Linked DNA regions of Zea mays: region 1 is linked to region 2. A link is a contact called in public Hi-C data. All regions are on one chromosome and are shown on one strand. Each heading gives the region's core, a stretch centred on a gene start, on an enhancer-like site or on the middle of the called end of the contact. The rest is flanking DNA. Distances are from core to core; before and after follow the strand shown. Region 1 holds the start of LOC100284438. Region 2 holds the start of LOC100283081 (cupin, RmlC-type).

Region 1 (7,132 bases), core at 4,362-6,861, 240 kb after region 2:
ACCATAGCATGAGAGGTATGATAACTAGGTAAAACATCATGATCATATCTTCTATCATTATGAGCATGCCTAGTAAATTTCCTATCATACATATAGGCATGGTTCTTTTGAGAACTACTATCCATAGAGGCCTTTCCTTTCTCCTTGTTTAGAACGGGAGTCTTTTGGCTTGTTAAGTTCTTGGTTCCTTTCGAAAACCAAGTCCATCCTTAATTGAGGGGTGTCTACCAATGGTGTAGGCATCCCTAGCAAATTTTAATTTCTCAAAGTCATCTTTGCAAGTCTTAAGTTGAGCATTAAGACTTGCAACCTCATTGTTCAATTTAGCAACAGTGATAGCATGTTCATCAAAATTAACATCTTTACACCTATTGCAAATAACTACATGTTCTACACAGGAACTAGTTGCATTTGCTTTCTCTAGTTTGGCATTTAATTCATCATTTAACTCCTTTAGACTAGAGACAGATTCATGGCAAGCAGACAACTCAGAGGATAACATTTCATTTCTTTTAAATTTCTAAAGCAAGGGATTTTTGAACACTAACAAACTTGTCATGTTCCTCATATAAAATGTCCTCTTGCTTTTCTAGTAGTCTATCCTTTTCATTAAGAGCATCGATTAATTCATTAATTTTCTCTACCTTAGCTCTATCTAAACCCTTAAACAATTCAGAGTAATCTACTTCATCATCAGAAGATTCCTCATCACTAGAAGAAGAGTACTTAGGAGTATCTCGAATATGTACCTTCTTCTCCTTAGCCATAAGACATGTATGACGTTCGTTGGGGAAGAGTGAAGACTTGTCGAAGGTCGAGGCAGCCAGTCCTTCATCGTCGGAGTCGGATGAAGAGCAGTCAGAATCCCATTCTTTTCCAAGATGCGCCTCGCCCTTCGCCTTCCTATAATTCTTCTTCTTCTCCTTCTTCCCATGTCTTTCTTGTGCCTGGTCATTGTCATTATCGGGACATTGAGAAATAAAGTGACCAGTCTTACCGCATTTGAAGCATGAGCGCTTTCCCCTTATTTTATTCTTGTTGGGGTACTCTTTGCGTCCTTTGAGCGCGGTCTTGAAACGCTTGATGATAAGTGCCATTTCGTCCTCGTTGAGCCCAGTAGCCTCCACTTGTGCCACCCTGCTTGGTAGCGCCTCCCTGCTGCTGGTTGCTTTGAGAGCAATGGGTTGTGGCTCGTAGACGGGTAGTGGACCGTTTAGTGCATCGTCTACGTATCGAGCTTCTTTCACCATCATATGCCCGCTTACAAATTTTCCGAGTATCTCCTCGGACGTCATCTTGGTGTACCTGGGGTTTTCACGAATAAGATTCACAAGATGGGGGTCAATAACCGTAAATGACCTGAGCATGAGTCGGACGACGTCATGATCCGTCCATCTTGTGCTTCCATAGCTTCGGATCTTGTTGACCAGGGTCTTGAGCCTGTTGTAGGTTTGTGTTGGCTCTTCTCCCCTGATCATGGCGAATCTCCTCAGCTCGCCTTCCACCAGTTCTATCTTGGTGATCATTGTAGCATCATTTCCCTCATGCGAGATCTTGAGGGTGTCCCAGATTTGTTTGGCGTTGTCCAAGCCGCTAACCTTGTTATATTCATCCCTGGCACAGAGATGCTAGCAAAACAGTAGTGGCTTGGGCATTTTTATGAATTTGTTCATTGATAAGCACAAGATTGTCAGTACTATCAAAATGCATTCCATTTTCCACAATTTCCCAAATGCTAGGATTGAGATAAAATAGGTGACTGCGCATTTTATGGCTCCAAAATGAGTAATCTTCTCCATCGAAGTGTGGGTGTTTTCCAAGAGGAATAGAAAGTAAGTGGACATTTTAATTGTACGGAATGCGAGAATAATCAAAGGAATAGTTTTAATTAACCGTCTTTCTTTTGGACGAGTCGTCATCGTCATCGTCCTCCCTTGGTGAAGAAGAGGAGGCATCGCTGTCATAGTATATGATCTTCTTGATGCGCCTCTTTTTCTTCCCGTCCCTCTTCTTGTGACTCGAGCCTGAGTCAGTGGGCTTGTCATCTCTTGGCTCGTTGAAGATGGACTCCTTTTCCTTGTCGTTGACCACCATTCCCTTTCCCTTAGGATCCATCTCTTCGGGCGGTTAGTCCCTTAGATGAAGAGTACGGCTCTGATACCATTTGAAAGCACCTAGAGGGGGTGAATAGGTGATCCTGTAAAATCAAACACTAAATAGCCACAAACTTGATTATTAAAGCGTTAGTGTGACCAAGTAGCTACGAAGCGAGTTCTTGTGAACAAAACAATCACAGAAAAGCAGCACAAGAGACACGCGATTTTTATCTCGTGGTTTGGCCAAGTAACACTTGCCTACTTCCATGTTGTGGCGTCCCAATGGACGAGGGTTGCACTCAACCCCTTTCAAGTGATCCAATGATCAACTTGAATACCACGGTCTTTTATCTTTTGAGTATCCTTCCCGTTTGCGAGGAATCTCCACAAGTTGGAGCCTCTCGCCCTTACAATACTGATCACAAAGAAAGCACAAGAGTAAGGATGGGAGAGCAACACACGCAAGACTCAAATCCGCAGCACACACACGCACACAAGCCAAGACTTGAGCTCGAAACGTAGCACAGTGAGTTCACAACTCAAACGGAGCTCAAATCACAAACACAATCGATCAAATGTGTGGAGGCGAAGTCTAGATGTCTTAGTATGCTTAGAGAATGCTTGGTGTACTGCTCCATGCGCCTAGGGGTCCCTTTTATATCCTCAAGGCAGCTAGGAGCAGTTGGACATCAATTTGGTAGGCAATTCTTGCCTTCTGTCGAGTGGTGCACCGGACAGTCCGGTGCACCACCGGACAGCTACTGTAGCAGTCCGGTGCGCGATCTCCTTCTATATTGGGCGCTGCCGACCGTTGAGCCTCGGGACCGGTTGGCGCACCGGACACTGTTCGGTGCACACCGGACAGTCCGGTGTGCCCAACCGACCGTTGGCGCGACCACGTGTCGCACGTTGATCGCGCGGCCGACCGTTGGCCGCTGGCGTCGTTGGCTCACCGGACAGTCCGGTTAATTATAGCCACGTCGCCTCTCTATTTTCCCGAGAGCGGCCAGTTGACGTTTGACCAGCATGGGGCACCAGACACTGTCCGGTGCACCACCGGACAGTTTGGTGTGCCAGGCCAGAGCTGGTTTTGGCTGAACTTTGCCAACTCTTCTCCAATTCGAATATTCTTTTCTTAGCACTGTTTATAGCACTTAGATAACCATGTTAGTATACAAAAACAATTCACTAAGTCTAGAAACATACCTTGCTCTTGATTTCACACTTCTTACTCATTTGGCACATAAGAACTCACTCAATATGTGTTGGACATCTAATCACCAAAATACTTATAGAAATGGCCCAAGGGCACATTTGCCTTTCAGGTGCACCGCAAACTAGTTGGAGTTAAGTACTTTTGGGCTTTTCTTCTTTGATTCAATCTGGTTGTCTTCAAGAGTGTTCCTATGACTTAGACAAACATATATAGATACTAGCCAACTAGTCTAAGTCATGGAGCTTGACCTTTTTAAATTCTCTAACTAATATTCCAATATTGGCTCAAACTTAGCTCCAAAATACCAACTTTTGACTATGAGATTTCCAGCTTCTCTAGATTGCTCAAACAAGATCCTAGGGGCATTTAGAACTTATCCAAATGGTTGAACTACGAATAGTTTATCTTTTCTAACATACGCCCTTTATAGTTGGGTTTGAGCTATTTTCTGACTTAGAATCTTCAATTCTTATTCTTATGAACTAGTGATCAATCACTTAGCAAACTAGTTAGTCCAGAGGTTGTGATGGTCATCAAACAACAAAACTAATCTAGAAATGGTTTCGAGCCCATTTCCCTTTCAGGAACAACTCTGCTCTCGAGTATAGGTTGATTTATCATGATTAGTGGCAGTGTTGGGTAAATAACTTTAAACCTTATGTCTGATTTATTTTTAATGATTTCAGAGTAGTAAAAGGGACACTCCACAAATTCCTAGTGTAGCCATCAAAATTCTATGGATGTTTGGCTGGCTTTAGCGAGTTCTTCCTTAGAGTTTTAGTCTAGAGCCACGCCACACACCACCTTAGGGCATGCTTGATAATAAAATTTTAAAATACTATAACTTTAAAATACCATAGTTTACAATTGTATATGACTGAAATACTATTACTTTACCATATTATTGCTTAAACTAAAATTTGTTCGGTTATATTAGAAAACCCAAGTATGTGTAGAGAGAACACGAGAAAACTGAGGTCACTCCAAAATACCATATTTTTGGGTAAACCATGACATTAAATTTTTTGTTTTACCTATACCAACGAAACATATTTTAGCTTTGAATACTACAGTCATCAAATAGCGTAGTATTGCTTCAAAACTAAAAACATACTAAGCTTCTAAACATGCCTTAGTCCTCATGAGCCTCATAATTAATTAAAATAATGAGAAAATAGTTTTCATCGGATTTCCAGAACAAAACTTCTGGTCAAATCATTTAGCCTAAAAAGTTTGAATTGACACACCAGTGACCTGATTCGGTTAGATCTTTCTTCTTCTTTTTCCTATTTTGAATCGGGGCATAGTTCAAATATTATAACAAAAATTTGATCTAAACGCACTAACCACTAATGAATCCAATTGGGTATATTTTTTCAACAAGATAGGTCAAATGGTCTATTATCTTATATTTAGAGCAGTTTTAATGCTGAAAATTATAAGCAATTTTACACCTATTGATTTATATAGACACTATAACTTTAGGGTACAAATAGGTTTCATAAAATTTTATTTTCTTAATGATATGCTTCTTGTTTTAATTATCTAGTATATATTATATCTCTCTATGTCCTGAATATCATAAAAACATGATTTTTTTATTTTAAAACTATTTTTATTATAGTGTCATATCACATTTTTACTTATATAATAAAGTTGGCTCTTAAATGAATCCTTTGTCTCTTTCTCTTTCATCCTTTTGTCTTGATGTCCGTGAAGCACCTAACTCTTGCATGAGAGCCAACTCCCTCTACTTTTTTATGTCTCTCTTCTACATAAGCAAAAATGCCAGGTAAGCATGCTTAGAGCCCATTATTGTACTTGGGCATGTACAACTCAATTAAATGAAGGGTCTCTTGAGAAGTTTCTAGGGGGTTAAGTAAAAATCAAGAGACAGACTCTTCCTGAAGAGCCCGTCTCTACACAGACTCTCTATATATATTGTGTCTTGATTGTATTTATTATCTAAAACTTGGGATTATATCACGTTGTATTTTAGTTGTCTCGGGGTGTTTGAATGCAATAGAGCTAATAGTTAGTGACTAAAATTAGTTGAAACATCCAAACAACCTAGCTAATAGTTCAGCTATTAGCTATTTTTGATAAATTAGTTAATAGTTAGGTAGTTAATTGTTAGCTAGCTAATTTTACTAACATTTTTTAGCCAACTAACTATTAGTTGTAGTACATTCAAACACCCTTTAGAAAACTGTTTCACCGACTCAGCGTTATACATGATTACTGGATACCCTACTAGTTGATGAATATATAAATTCATGGTTGGGATAGGTTGCAAAGCATTTTGGATTCTGTGCCAAAAGAGGGGTTAAAGGAACGAATTCTGATTCCCGTGGACCGACAAGGAGCAGCTGGGAAACGGAGCGCCACAAGCCCACAACTCTCGCGCAGGCTTCTCTCCCATCTCCGCCCTTCCCGAAGCAGCACGGTGCAGGCCGCGGACCCGCGGTTTCTCCACAGAATCCCGCTCCACGCACGTCGCCCCCGTCGCCGGCGAGGCGGCTGTGCTGCTGCGTACTCCCCTGGTTCCAACTCTGAACCGGCCACCCTCTCCTGCTCCGCGACCTCGAGGTATCTCCGTCTCCCAGTGACGCTACTTTTCGCTGTTGCTCCTGCAGGCTGACTGCGTCGGTTTAGCACTTCAGCTTATGGCGTGCTTGCTCTGGATGGTTGGCGCCAACGTGGTTAGCTCATGGCTGTGTTGTTGCGCCGGCGGCGACTCGTTGCTTTGGGGGAATATGTCATCACAAACTGCAATTGTCAGCTGTTCATTGGACGGTGCCGCGGTTGTTAATTGAGACGATTTGGGACGGCTCTAGATGAGCGGTTGCGCGCACCCATTAATAATCGCGAGAACGATGTGCTTGTTTGTTGCGCCGATCATTAGCGTTGTATAGACGCGGGAAGCCGCGAACAAGGCAACGCCAGTAGACTTGACAAAATACTTCCGTGCCACAGTAAGGAAGCACTACGTATTTTTCTGGGTTACGGTTACGGGAGACTACTGAGGAAAAAGTAATCACAGGCGGCTCCTCACACCAATCCCCTTCCTCCATTCCTCTTCCCGTACCCTGGCCTGGCGGGGTCGCGCTTAGCCAGCCGTTGCAGGTCTCCTCCGTTTAAAACAGGGCACCTAGCTGTTTTGGTGAGAAACCCTAGATTGATTGGAGTTGGATGTTCTGGAGTGGCGAGGAACCCTAGATTGATTGGAGTTAGATGGATGCTTGCTCGTTTTGTTAGTTCCTTTACCGTCCCTCAAATCCAAACATTCCTTCCTAGGACTGGCACGGTGCTCCAGTTCATCTAAAGCAATTTGTCTTTTGGGTAATACTGGTTTGTGTTCGTTTTTTCCAAAACTGTCTGGGGTTCAGTTTCAGCTGAACCTGCTGTCCGCACGCCCTTTGTTTGAGACCCCTTTGGATTTATTGTTATAATGAGTTTTGCTTGCCCGGTGTTCAATCAGTGTACCATTGAATTTTTAGCAGAGCACTGATCAAGCGTTTTGTTCCAAGGATTTTTTAATCAGTTCTAATGCCCATAGATTATCTCATACATGTGTTGATTTCTACACATTTTGTATTTCATCTTATAATCAAATCTGGTCTGATTGACTGTTGCCTTTTATTTTCTTTTTAGTAACTTTTTGAGTACCAGTGATGCAAAGGGACACAAGCTCTAGCGATGTTTCTGCTTCTCATGTAGGACGTGTAAGACGTCGCAAACATCCAACTGAGGTTAGTAATTTCTTGTTCCTTTTGCTCTTTATTGCGCTCTGCTCTCTCTCTCTCTCTCTCTCTCTAGA
Region 2 (7,270 bases), core at 3,567-6,066:
AAGCCATGTAACCCAAGCTCGACCTGTTGCAGGTGGTGGAGGTTTTCGCCCGCATGACAGGCGACAACGTCGGTGTGACATCGTCTCTAGCGCCCAAAATCGGTTCGCTCTACCTCTCTTCGTAGAAGATCAATGAAGACATCACAAGGAGATGAGATCGCTAAGACCATGAAGACCATGTCCATGGCCAAGGAGATGTCCGACGGTTAAGGAGATCCTTGGCACCTGCGTAAACATTGGATGCACTATCGACGTCAAGGACCCCAAGGACTTGCAATAGTAGATTGATGATAGAGAAAGAGGTCGAGATCCCATCCGCTTAAAGGTGAAATTAATCCATCCTCTATTATTACTATTGGTATGGTTTGGTTTGTTGATGCTTGCATCGCAGTAATGTAGACTAAGATGGTGCTAGTGTTATTGATGTGTTTGGTGCACGTCATGGGAAGTTGAATGTGACTATACGTTGATGTGTGCTTAGCCTCTGTAGTTGTGTCAACCAATGCTAGAAAGTTTACGAGGGTTTGCTTTGCTATGCCACAATTGTTTTGTTATTTATAAGCTCCTAATTTCGAGTTTCCAAACACCTTTTTATATACCATGTCGAGTCATGATCTAGCACTATTTATTCTAATTGTTTGCTTCATTGAGGCCGAGATATTCAGATAATTATTCAATGATCAAAACATTATGGTTCATTATGTTGGTCAATGGTGGAATTTAATGGTTTTGTGCTTGGCCTCTTGACATAGTGTGTGTCTCTTCCTCGTGGATGGTGGTACTCAAAGGGGATTAGGCTTTGAGCCATTTCTTTATTGATTTTGGTGTTTGATGACCATAATAACATTATAGACTAACTAGCTTGCTAAGTGAATAGATGCAGGTTAATAAGAATGAAATTGAAGAATTGAATGTAACCAATAGCTCAAAGCCCAGCGAGAAAGAGCTATTTTGAAAAAGATGAACTATGAGTAGTTCAACCATTTGGATAAGTTCTAAATAGCCCTAGAAGCATATTTTTAGCATATTAGAGAGGTTGGAAAGTTCAAACTTTGAATTGGTGCTTTAGAGTTGAGTTTGAGCTAGAGTGAGTAATTGAGTTGGATTGATAAAAACGTGAAAGCATATGGCTTAGACCAGTTAGATTGACTCTAAATATGTTTGTCTAAGTCATAGAAGTACTTAAGAAGAGAACCAAACCAAAACAAAAAGGGAATAGTCCCAAAAGAACTTAAGAGTACACAAATAGCAGGGAGGGCAAGGTCGACACGTCGAAAGGGATGTAGGACCCCACACCACAACATGTAAGGCCAAGGTCCGCATGTCGCACCCGTAGATAGAGGGTTGTGCATCTGTTGTACACACACATGTTGTACTACCCAATTTATTTATTGAATTATATTGTTATGGTGTTGTGCTAATGCTTTGCATTTAGAAAAACACATATGTTATCTTGACTTGGTTAGGTCTAGAGATATTTTGTCGGTTAGTTCGGCTGATTGTTAAAAATCGAGTTGTATGATAAAAGCATCTCTTTACACTGTTCCGGACTCATTCCGAAAAGCCACGCATTGGCACGCACAATTGATTTGTATAAATACAAGACCTTACCCTTTATATTATTTATAGTTACTGTGAATGAAGTTTTTCGTAGAACAATATCCTCCAACAAGTTCTTTAGTCATATTCCTTTTAGATTTGTAGCTACCTAAAATATGGATGGTAAATTAGCCCTCTAATATGCATATAAATACTCCCCCATCCCATTGATTAAGGTGTGCACATATTTGGAAAATCTTAAATCGTTGACTAAGGCTGACTCTAGCTCTCCTATGTGGATGTGCAGTATGCGAAGTTCGCGGATGCATGCGACTGTGCAAAAAAAAATAGAGCGTTCATAAGTATGTGCATCATCACTACATAGAAGAGAGAAACACATATATACACGTCTGAGTGCTCATTTTATGTGTTCTCGTTCACAATCTGCTGGAAGCATGAACACTTGAATACGATTGTGCATCCACAATCGGGTACACGAACTGCTAGGTATAGCGTAACATTTAGTCAAAAATACATTTTAGTGTATGCATGCTATATATTTGGATTCATACACAAAAGTAACTTAAGAAAACATCATTTTTGTATTTGTTGATGTGAATGTTCAAAAAATTTCTTTAAAGACCATGCCAAAAAAATTATATGCCCTAATCAATGAGATAATGATAGTATAAAAAAATGGATATTGAACCGAGTCAATTTTTTTTTATACAAATAGATATCCAAACGATGATTTCGAGAGTGAGCTTTAGAAAAAAAATAGAAGCGCTCTAGCAAAATTTGCTATCTCATTATCTCTGAGAAAAATACGTATTTAAATAATCACCAAACAGATTATACATGAGCTTATAACGTATAGACATGTTTGGTATTTGACCCTTAGGACACCAACTAATATACTGTCAAATACGTGCACGTGGTACTAATAGACTATTAAAAAATACCACTAGATTCATCAGCTTCAAAAAAATACCAAACATATTTTGAATACATTCACTGTTGTAAACTTAAAAAAAGTATAATGGATGGTGAAAGTCTATAAGTTACTTTATTGCAAGATAAACCTTTAGTATAGAAATTTATTATTTTAAAGATAAGGAGAGTATGGTATAATTAATATATTAATGTTTATTCTGCATCATAAACATAAAAAATCATTCTTCTAAAGATAAAGAGAGTATGGTATAATTAACATAATAATATCTATTTTATATCATAAATACTAGTATCGTTTTCTATATATGTGACTAGAGTCAGAACCGTTTCACTTCTTTAAATATAAGATAAACACATTATTAGCCTATCCCAGTAATTTACTTGTTCTTATTTTAAATTTTAAACTTTACTATAAATAATACAAATATAGTATAAGATAGTATTTTTTATGACTATATTCACGATGTGCTAGCCATAATATTACGATGGAGCTAGTATTCCTGTTGACCGTAAATGCACCAGTGCATCATCCCGATTCGACGAACCGACCCGATGTGCCATGCCAATTGCCAATGCCACGAATGCAGGGTGTTGCCGCTTGGGGCCGAGCGCGCATTTCCCAAGTCCCGCGACCCAATTCAACGAACGAAGCGCGTCCGTTCCTTTCCCTCGATTCTCGATCCCACCTCCTGTCTGTCCTGACCGGCTGACCCCCGACCCCCGGTGACCCAACCACCCCGGTCGCCACCCGAATCCGATGCGGGGACTACACGACGCAGCGCTGCTCGCCGTCCGTTTCCGGCGCGCGGACACCTGTTCGTCTGCGCCCTTCTGCTAGTGCTGCATGTAAAAGCCTATTCTAGCTCGGCATCGTACAGTGCGCTCCACTGAAACCGCCGTCCTATACCGGCCTCAATGCAATGGGTGTGCCGGTGTGGTCCGGCGCCGTACGGTAACGGGAAGGGCGAGGCTAGAGATGGCAACGGGGAATTCCCCGTCGGGTTTTGGCTCCCCATCCCCGTCCCCGCGACGAAAAAACTTCCCCGTGGGGATCCCCACGAACGCTTGCGGGGGACATTTCTTCCCCATCCCCGTTACCCGCGGGGATAAATCCCCATCGGGGATCCCCGTCCCCGCATAAATTATAATTAGATCGTACTTCATTTGTTATTAATGTAAAACATTTTCACTTATACACATTGTTAGATGTAAAAATCATTATGTGTACATTAAAATGAACGTATTTGTACAACTAGTGATCTCTTGGCAAGATAATTATTTATTTTTTATCATTAACTATTATATGAAAACATCGTCACATGTAAGTTTAACGGGTCCCCGCGGGGAACGGGGATGGGGAATGCTTCCCCATCCCCATCCCCGTTTACCCGTCGGGGGAGAAAATTTCCCCGTTTACATCCCCGTGGGGGAAGAAATTTTCCCATCCCCGTTCCCTAATAGAGGAATTCCCCGCGGGGAATCGAGGATCGGGTCCCCATTGCCATCTCTAGGCGAGGCCGATGACTCGTTTTCGTGGGGAGACAGCCGAAACAGACGTGCGGAGAACGAGGCCCGCTCCCGCTGGCTAGGTAGGCGGCAGCCGGCAGGTCGCGCGCTGCTGGGTGCGGTGGCGCGACGAATGCGTTCCAATTGTAAAATGAGCACGGGCGGGTTGTTTTTGTAGTCTTCCCCCAGAGAACAGAACATCGATAGTCTTTGGTTTGGACACATGCATCCCGTGACATGCTGGTCCCACATGTCATAGACTGATTGGCGGTATGGGTGCCACGCCGTACATTTTGTGTCTGCTCGCCTCTCATTGCTGCACAGCGCGAGTGGCTGCAGGCTGCAGCCCTTAGCTGCAAGATTTTACTGCGCCAGGAAGCGGCTGGTCCCACCCGCTGCGCCACTGCGGCCTGCGGGCTCACCGCTCACGTGCCGCAGCCCGCAGCCGCCCTGCCCCGCGTGCGTGCACGGTTCACCCACACTACTCACTACCCCTTCAGCGTACGCGAGGGCCAGGACACGAACAGCGGCTCCTCGCTCCTGAACCTGGTCCGTGCACCACCTCGCAGAATGTCCTGACCAGCACCCTCCCAGACGACCAGCACCTCGCCTACGGAGGACCGCGTGGCCCGCGCCCGGGGTCCGCATGTGATGTCATGTCACCGGCTTGGGCATCGCATGTCGACGGCTAGTACATGGCACTTGGCCTCCGCGACCACGCTGCTGGGCGCGGGGTCCACAGCCCATCACCTAGTACACTCTCCACTCCGTCTCATAAAAAAGATGACGCGCAGCAGCAGAAATTGCTTACAGAAGAGAAATGACCCGTTTCGAGCCAAGGCATCCTCGCGTCTCGCTCTCACCCCTCCTCGGCGCCTCCCCGACCACAGTGTAAAGCCCCTGTCCCTTCCTCCCCGACTCGCCCCTCATGGCGAGGAGGCGCTGCTGATGCCTCGCGGCGTCGGATCGGACGCGGCGGCCACGACACCTAGCCGCTTGCGGTGGCGCTCGCCTACGCGCCCAATCCGCCGACGCTGCTCCTCGGATCCCCCGAGAGATTCAGGCCCCGTCTCGCCTCGTCCTGCCTAGTGCCTAGGTGAGGCTCTGGCCTCCAAAGGTGCGTGGGTGGGATCTGCTGCCTCGGTTTGCGTTATTCCCAAGTGCCCTGCCCATACTCCAACAGCGGTCCAGTCGACTTCCCCAAGTGCTCGACCCCTACAAGGCAGCGCGCGTGCGTCACCTCAACCCCTTGCATGCGCTGGCGCTAACCCTATCTAGGAGACGGAGCGGCGGGCCAGCGGCTACGCGGGCAAAGAGAGGACGAGAGCGTGCAAGAAGAGAAGGCCCGTGTCAGGCGGCGGCTATAGGTATTGGCCTCCCCTGTTCCTCTCCTTGACGTGTCCTTAGATTTGGAGATTGTTCGACAAGGGATTGTGTTTTTGAATTAGAGTATTAGATTAGACTGACGAAGGATGAACGGTTTGTGCGAATAACGAGATCAAACCTTTCGAAATTATGACAGCATTTTTTTGTTCTTCCAGTTCCACTCAATTAATATCATTTGATGCTTATTAGGTCTGAAAACATTGTACTACAGTTTGGCCAGGTTGCCCAGTTATTATAATCAAAATGCAGTGAACGTGTGGTAGTGGATTTTTTTGACATTGATACACTGAATTTGTGTAACAATTGGGAACTCAGTAACTCACTAGTTTTGGGGGTGTGGTCGCTTTGGTCTAATGTGGTCCTGTTGGTATGTCTGATGTTTGATACTTTAATTAAACGCCAGACATGCATGCGACAATAATCTTTGTAATGGTATTTGATCGGAGGTAGAAGTGATGTGATTAATGTTGATGTTTGTGGTGGTGATTGTGTCCTGTGGCCTTGAGATCAATCTTGGTGGGACATTTTAAATGAATGATTGTGCCTTGGCTTATGTGGCAATCAGATGGGGAGCAGTTGTTAACCCATATGTTCATGGAATATCATGTTTCATATATTTTTCTACATGAGGTCTTTTTTCCCCTCATGTATTGTTGTTTGAGATATCAGTAGTTTTATTTTTTGAGCTAGTTTATGTGTTTACAAATTACAATCTGTAGTGATTATGTTTTTTACTGGTGGACTTAGATTAGCATTTTGCATAGGCAGTCATCTGTTAGGGTAAATGTGCTCGATGGCTTTAGCTTTTCGGTATGTCCTCCAAAGGGGAGGATGTCATCAAATTGTAGAGCAACCAAATCTCTGTGTTGCCTACTCTGTTGTAGAATTGAATACATAGCAGCTTCTATTAAGAGTGAATCACATCATAATTTTGTAACTCACCTGATCTTGATGTGTGGTTGTTATGTTTTTACAGTGTATTTAATCTTCATCCATGTTAATATGAAGTCTGCATTTGTTATACTATTCTCAAACTACTCCATCCGTTCCAAATTGTAAGATGTTTTGACTTTTCTAGATTCATAGGTTTTTCTATGCACCTGGACATATAGTTGCTAGGGATCAGGATCTGGTGGGTTGATAGGATTGCAGATCCTGCCATGGACGTGGTGCAACAAGTAAGGATGGGGCGTTGGGGAGGCCAACCACAGGGCTTTGCCCATGGCTGGCAAGAGAGAAGGGATTTCATCCTAATCTCTTGATTACCTTCAATTGATACAATCCTTCTCCTTATGTAGAGAGGGTTACTTGACCTCTAAACACTAGATCTAATCTTATCTCTAATTCTATTCTTATCCCAAACTAGCCTTATCTTTATCTAACCTACCTGTGGGGTGTACTACAATGACGTTGGCACTGTAGCAGGACCTGTTGGGCCCTGACACTACACCCCTCCTGGACAAGCAGGTCGTCCTTGAGTTGCAACCTAACGATGGTGCTAACGATGACTCTGCTAGATACAAACCTAACACCTAAAAATAAGCCTTTTATATCTCGACTTATTTTATTATTCCGATCGCGACTCTTTTTGACCCCTTGAGATGAGACGGACACCTTCCGCGCCCTGGACCTGCACATGTGCAACTACCTGGATCCCATGGACGCCATCTGGACGAAAGGGGAGCACATGGATGGCCCCTTGAAATGTGTCGCAACAATGACCAACGGAGGTACCCTCGTGGCGGCTGGTAGCGAAAAGTGGTGGCGCTAAGTAGTACGCCCTCGCCGATGACAAGGAGGGGAGCGCCTTCCCTACCGCCGCTGCCATAGAATTGGAGTTCATTGCCCGCGGGACACGCACCATGCTCGCACTTGTAGATAGCTG

What was found. A called contact is a pair of places that touch in the nucleus more often than the background predicts.
Region 1: a Hi-C map of leaf shows a contact between it and region 2, with 3 times the contacts expected there. The contact joins the promoter of LOC100284438 here to the promoter of LOC100283081 in region 2. A contact is called at or near these places in 2 of 25 Hi-C or Micro-C datasets (both in leaf).

The regions. Positions count from the first base shown.
Region 1 is chr3:200,976,562-200,983,693 of Zm-B73-REFERENCE-NAM-5.0, forward strand. LOC100284438 reads left to right here and starts at 5,612. Exons shown (of 13, transcript NR_182104.1): 1 at 5,612-5,901; 2 at 6,967-7,064.
Region 2 is chr3:200,738,023-200,745,292 of Zm-B73-REFERENCE-NAM-5.0, forward strand. It overlaps LOC100283081 (cupin, RmlC-type), which reads left to right and starts at 4,817. Exons shown (of 6, transcript NM_001155983.1): 1 at 4,817-5,366. It overlaps LOC103651186 (mucin-5AC-like), which reads right to left. Exons shown (of 1, transcript XM_008676802.2): 1 at 5,814-7,270. The coding sequence ends at 6,953. It also overlaps the pseudogene LOC109945320.